Linked DNA regions of Danio rerio: region 1 is linked to region 2. The links are chromatin contacts, called in public Micro-C maps. All regions are on one chromosome and are shown on one strand. The core of a region is the stretch at or near the end of the contact, and the rest is flanking DNA. Distances in the headings are between cores, read along the strand shown. Region 1 overlaps tiam2a (TIAM Rac1 associated GEF 2a). Region 2 overlaps tiam2a (TIAM Rac1 associated GEF 2a).

Region 1 (3,169 bases), core at 132-2,631, 110 kb after region 2:
AGATGTTAAACAGAGCAGCTACTGCGTGAGAATGACAGATAATGGATCTACTTTCACATTCGCTCTTAGATAGGGAAACCTTTACGCACAGACATCAATTAGTCTATAAATAATTAATTTCGTTTGTTAAGCGCAAATATTTGTTTCAAAACTATTTCTAAATTCAGTTCTAATTTCCAGCAAACGAATAAATGAACAATAATGACCAAGTGTGATCAAAATACTGAGTTATTTTCAAATACACCTGCCATGCCCCATATGGTCTAAAACCTGACAGGTGGGCAAATCTAAGCTTGTTTTTAATAAAACAAATATAAATATGGATATAATAAATAATCCTGCTAATAATAATAACATTATACAAAAGCAAATTGTAATGAATGAACTGAAAAAGCCTCCCGAGATGAAGAAGACATATAAGCAGTGATTTTTCATATTTATGTAGGCTAGAAAATAATATGTTTTGTAATATTTTAATCCTTCATATTTATATCCTATATCTATTCTTATTATATCCTATATATATCCTTAATATTTACATTTTTTCATATGTAAAGATATTTGCCTATTGCTCTCTTGTGCGTATTAAGCAGTGTGTAAGTGAGGGAGTTTAGACCGGGTTTGTTTTGGTCTAATGTTAAATCTATTATAGTTTTACAAAATAGCAACGCGCCAGCGGTCCGCCTCAGAACGCCTCCCTTTTTAGACCAGAACGCCTATGGGCGCACAAATGAACGCTAATGCATTTGCTATTTAAACAGCGTAGCGCAACGCCTCAAAACCACTCTTGTGCCAAGCTGAAACTACCAAAAGTCTACTGCGCCACGCCTTGTGCCACACTGCGCCAGGTGTATGATAGGGCCCTAAGTCAGAATTTGCCAGGGGTATGAATAATTTTGGGGTTAACTGTACACTATCTGACAAAGTCTTGTCACCTGTCCAAGTTTTAGGAACAACAAATAATAATTTGACCTCTAGTTGATCATTTGGTATCAGAAGGTATATAGAACCTCTTGTCTTTACCTTTAGATCTGAGACATGATTGTTTTGTGTGGTCTGTGAAAGTGAATAGGCATATCTGCTTCCAAAACCAGAGACTTAATCTCCACTGAAAAAGAACTTGTGTGTTTCTTTTTGAGCATCACATCCTTAAACTAGTAGAATTCCACTAAATGTTATGTTGTGGGTCAGGAAACAACTCGTATTCTTTAGTTTTAGCTTTACTTTTTATGAAATAATAATAATAATAATATTTTAATAGTGACAAGTCTTTGACCTAAGTCATGTTTCATCTTTGTTTTAATGAATGCTCATGCTCTTCTCTTTCCCAGCGGTTAGGCAGTTTGACGAATGTTTACTCAATTGTGCCACCTGAAGGCAGCCAGTGGGATTGCAGTCGAGAAAGCACAACATGCATCTACATGCCAAACTGCCAGACTGTTACTGTTCTCCTGAAAAGTCATCACACTGTCATGGATGTGTTGGCTGAGACCTGCATGGTAAGGCATCCAAAAATCTACCTTTTTTATAAAGTCATCATAATATTTAGATTAAATACTTTGATTTACCAACAAATCCTTTTTAATTTACCGGTACCTGCTGTTTCTGAAATGTGACAGAATGACAGTCTTTTAGCATCTATCTATCTATCTATCTATCTATCTATCTATCTATCTATCTATCTATCTATCTATCTATCTATCTATCTATCTATCTATCTATCTGTCTGTCTGTCTGTCTGTCTGTCTGTCTGTCTGTCTGTCTGTCTGTCTGTCTGTCTGTCTGTCTGTCTGTCTGTCTGTCTGTCTGTCTGTCTGTCTGTCTGTCTGTCTGTCTGTCTATTCCTCTGTTCATCTGTCCATCTGTCTATCTATCTATCTATCTATCTATCTATCTATCTATCTATCTATCTATCTATCTATCTATCTATCTATCTATCTATCTGTCTGTCTGTCTGTCTGTCTGTCTGTCTGTCTGTCTGTCTGTCTGTCTGTCTGTCTGTCTGTCTGTCTGTCTATTCCTCTGTTCATCTATCTATCTATCTATCTATCTATCTATCTATCTATCTATCTATCTATCTATCTATCTATCTATCTATCTATCTATCTATCTATCTATCTATCTATCTATCTATCTGTCTGTCTGTCTGTCTGTCTGTCTGTCTGTCTGTCTGTCTGTCTGTCCTTCTATCCGTCTGTCCCTCTGTCTATCTATCATCCATCCATCTGTCTACAGTACAGTCCTTATGATAATGGATATTTTTATGTTTCTGAGTGAATATAGACAATATTTTGGTGAGTTTTTTCCTGTTTACTTAAATTTAATTTAATGTTTCTCCACAACATATTAATTTGGATCTGCTCATTCTTGTATTGTGATCTATCTATCGATCTAATGAACAGTAAATTCAAAAGAGCTGCGTTTATTTGAAATAATGTAATTGTGTGACACAGGTTTATGCAGGTTTATTCACTCATCCATTTAGGATTCCATAAACCTTCAGGGCCATTTTTAGGATCCTTGCACACTCAGGAGCCACATTTTAATAAAACTATAGCACGTCATACCAAACTTTTTTTTTTAAATCGTTTTTGGCAGTGGTGTTCGTAGATAAATATAGATACCAATTTTATCGGCCAGCCCTACTGTTAAAAGAATCACATCTTAAGATAGATTTCCCTCTTGTAGCTCGTGGGCCTGGACCCCAGCACACACTGTTTGAGGCTGAGAAGATTCACAGGAGACAAGATGGAGATCTCAACACCATCAGCTCATGAGCTTCTGCAAGGCTTGGTAAGATACCGAGAATGTCAAAGCTATATATTGACATAGGGTGAACTGCATAACCGAGCACTGGTAACGTCTTTCTCACCCTAGCCATATGACGAATTGGAAGTTAGCCAGCTGCAAGTCTACACTCTGCACATGTCTAGACCCAGTCTAACTGGAGACTTTGGTAAGCAGGTCACTGTTGTGTTGTAAGTTTAATGGCTGTTTTGAAAGCTCTTGGGGGCTGATTGCTCTTCACACTGCGCGCTGTTTCTCACTTCTTTTCTTTTTTTTTTTTCTCCTCAAGGCTTTGCTGTTACAGGCTATGTAGACAGCCTCAAAAACAGCCATATCATTGTCAGCGAAGTTCTCCCTGATGGGCTCGCTTTCAGCAAAGGTA
Region 2 (3,037 bases), core at 450-2,949:
GCCTCCCTGAATTATTAGCGCCCCTGTTTATTTTTTTCCCCAATTTCTGTTTAATGGAGGGAAGATTGTTTCAGCACATTTCTAACATAATAGTTTTAATAACTCATTTCTAATATCTGATTTATTTTATCTTTGCCATGACAGTAAATAATATTTGACTAGATATTCTTCAAGACACTTCTATACAGCTTAAAGTGACATTTAAAGGCTTAACTAGGTTAATAAGGTGAACTAGGCAGGTTAGGGTAATTAGGCAAGTTAGTCTATAATGATGGTTTGTTCTGTAGACTATCGAGAAAAAAATTAGCTTAAAGGGGCTAATAATTTTGTCCTAAAAATAGTTTTTAAAAAATTCAAAACTGCTACAAAACAAAAGACTTTTTCTAGAAGAAAAAATATTATCAGACATACTGTGAAAATTTCCTTGCTCTGTCAAACATCATTTTGGAAATGTTTAAAAAAGAAAAAAAAATCAAAAGGGGGCAAATAATTCTGACTTCAACTCTACGTGCATAATCAGATGTTATCTTTATATATATTTTTATTTTTATATATATATATATATATATATATATATATATATATATATATATTTTTTTTTTTTTACATGTAAAACATTTTACCGAACTAAATAGTCAGTGACAGCAGCAGTTATATAAAAAACAAAATAAAATAATAACAACAACATTTTTGATGTATGACGTAAAATGACCAACTAAAACCAGCTTGGCCAGCCTGGTTTAAGCTGGACACAGCTGGTTTTGGCTGGGCTCCCGGGCTGGTCAAGCTGGTTTTAGCTGGTCATCTCCTAGCCTGAACAGCTAAGACCAGGCTGGAAATTGTTGGAATTCAGCCTGGAAATGGCCAAAACCCCTCTAAAACCAGCCTGGTCAACCAACTAATACCAGCCAACCAGCTTAGGCGGGTTTCAGCTGGATTTTTCAGCAGGGCTATCTGACCATTTGTGCGCAATTTGAAGTCACGGTTTTAATTTCACACTTTAGATTAAATTTAGTCATTTAGCTAAATGACTAAATTGAATTGTACTTTTTATTTTAATTGTCTTGGTTTTTGTAATTTTTAAGAAAGCATATACTTTCAAAAGATGCGTCTTGACAAATGAGGGCGAGAGAAAATAAGACTTTACAACAAAATACAGTTCTTTATCTCATGTTAGGTATTTTACAAAAAAAATTTTTAGCCTTTTTTCTCTATTACATTTGCTAGGTTAGAAACAAAGTACATTAAAATGGTCTTAAAATAAAAAAAACACCAACCTGACAAAACCAAAACTGGCTGAATAAAGAACCGACTAACGTTAACCTTAAGCTTTACTCGTTCACAAGATGGCGCCAAAACAATCTAAACCGCCGCGTGACAGACAAGCAGACACATGTGGATGTAAGTATGCTTGAACGTATTCACTGACAGTCAAGGTGATACGAAGCCGTGTGATAACTAATATTAACAACCTTCAATACTTTAAAAAGTGTTAGTAGTCTTCCTTATGTCACATCTAAGCTGTAGAAACACTGCAGAGATGACGAGCTCAGGTCATGTTAATGACCAGACTGATATTCATGATTTTAAATAATAATAACAACAAATCTGTCTTTAACTTGCTTCAATATTTGTCTGTTTCACTGCACCCTTAACTTCAATCAGAGCTAAATTACTTCTCAATCTATGGCTTTAGTTTAGAATCTAGCAGATGCAGAATATAACCAGTAGAGGTCAGACTTCACTTTCAAACACCATGGAGTTTTTTTAAGGAGCGTGTACTTCTGTGCTTCCCAATTCTGGTCCTTTACACACTTATTATTACACTGAAGGCAGAAACACTTCATTTTCTGTTCTGAAAAGTACCTGCTATTGTTTTGCTTGACTCAAAATTTAACTTCAGCTTTACAAACGCTAAAAAAAAAGCTGGCTTCCACACAATTCCTTGATGTTCTTCCAAGACAAACTGATTAAATGAACATCTTCGTTTTTACAAATTGAAGTGGATTGAACATTGAACCGTTAAGTAGTCCCCCAAAAATAAAAAAATTGTGTTGAGTCAGCTCATTTTATATACAGGGTTCATAGATACGGTCATGGAAAACATCACATTTAGTCACAACAGATGCTTTTGTCCACATCGACTTATGACTGAGGAAGCATTCAGCGATTCAACAAGAAGAGGCAATACACAGCAAGTGTTAATAATACAAAGGAACTGTTTGTCCTCAGAGAATTAAGTGCTAGAGTTAGGAGGGGGAGGCTTTTGTTGTTGTATTTTAAAGACAGAAGAGTGTTTCAACAGGTGGTTTGTCAAGCACACTCACCTGTGTGAGTTTGATTGTTTGTTTTTTTTTTTAGATATGGAGTGAGTAATATTATCATCTGATATTTTTACCATTGCTGTTATGTACGTTTATACACTCAGAAATAAAGCTATGCAAGCTGTCACCTTTTCAAAAGGTACACATTTGTACTTATAGGGTCCATATTGGTACCTCAAAAGTATATATTGGTTCCTAAAAATTTCAGGAGGAACACTTTTGTACTTTTTAGGTACTAATATGTACCCTTGAGGTATTAATATGGACCTTTTAGATGCAAATTTGTACCTTTTGAAAAGGTGCCACCCCAGTGACAGCTCTCATACCTTTATTTCTGAGAGTGTAGATCTTTTGTGAACTATCCCTTGGTTTAAAAATGATCACCATCTTTGGAGTAAATCGACTTTAATCGACTTACGACTTAAAACAATGTTAAAATTGTATTTTTACTCAAGTTTCTAATTGTTGTTTGTATTTCTTTTTTTTATATTTGTTTTAATCCTCTTCCGCTCGCCTATCCTCGTGTCTGTTCAGGATTTTGACCATCTCTGCTGTGATAATTTACTTACTTCCTTTTTTTATTATTACATTTTTATTTGCGTCTTTAACATTTGATGACATGATGAGAAGTTGGGCGGTTTTATAGGACACCAACTGTTGGAGTACATCACAGGAGTCTGACTAATGCAGCGCCTCAGGCTTTGACACCTGGT

Evidence for each region. A called contact is a pair of places that touch in the nucleus more often than the background predicts.
Region 1: a contact with region 2 is called in a Micro-C map of caudal fin, with 5 times the contacts expected there. The contact joins two enhancer-like sites. A contact is called at or near these places in 3 of 18 Hi-C or Micro-C datasets (caudal fin, embryo and an unstated tissue) and 1 of 4 datasets of contacts at active chromatin or transcription factors (caudal fin).

What each region holds. Positions count from the first base shown.
Region 1 is chr17:55,197,005-55,200,173 of GRCz12tu, forward strand. It overlaps tiam2a (TIAM Rac1 associated GEF 2a), which reads left to right. Exons shown (of 26, transcript XM_073927637.1): 9 at 1,332-1,499; 10 at 2,689-2,793; 11 at 2,878-2,956; 12 at 3,077-3,166. Among named protein-coding and RNA genes, the nearest start is that of tiam2a, 110 kb to the left of the region's middle. Within about 2 kb of position 1,382, at least 1 of the 62 cell types and tissues checked has an H3K27ac peak or open chromatin away from gene starts, as enhancers often do. A contact at or near this core is called in caudal fin, where this site is marked.
Region 2 is chr17:55,089,567-55,092,603 of GRCz12tu, forward strand. The region is part of intron 1 of tiam2a (TIAM Rac1 associated GEF 2a); the gene reads left to right. All of the region lies in intron 2 of LOC141378395 (a long non-coding RNA gene), which reads right to left. Among named protein-coding and RNA genes, the nearest start is that of tiam2a, 5.9 kb to the left of the region's middle. Within about 2 kb of position 1,700, at least 13 of the 62 cell types and tissues checked have an H3K27ac peak or open chromatin away from gene starts, as enhancers often do. A contact at or near this core is called in caudal fin, where this site is marked.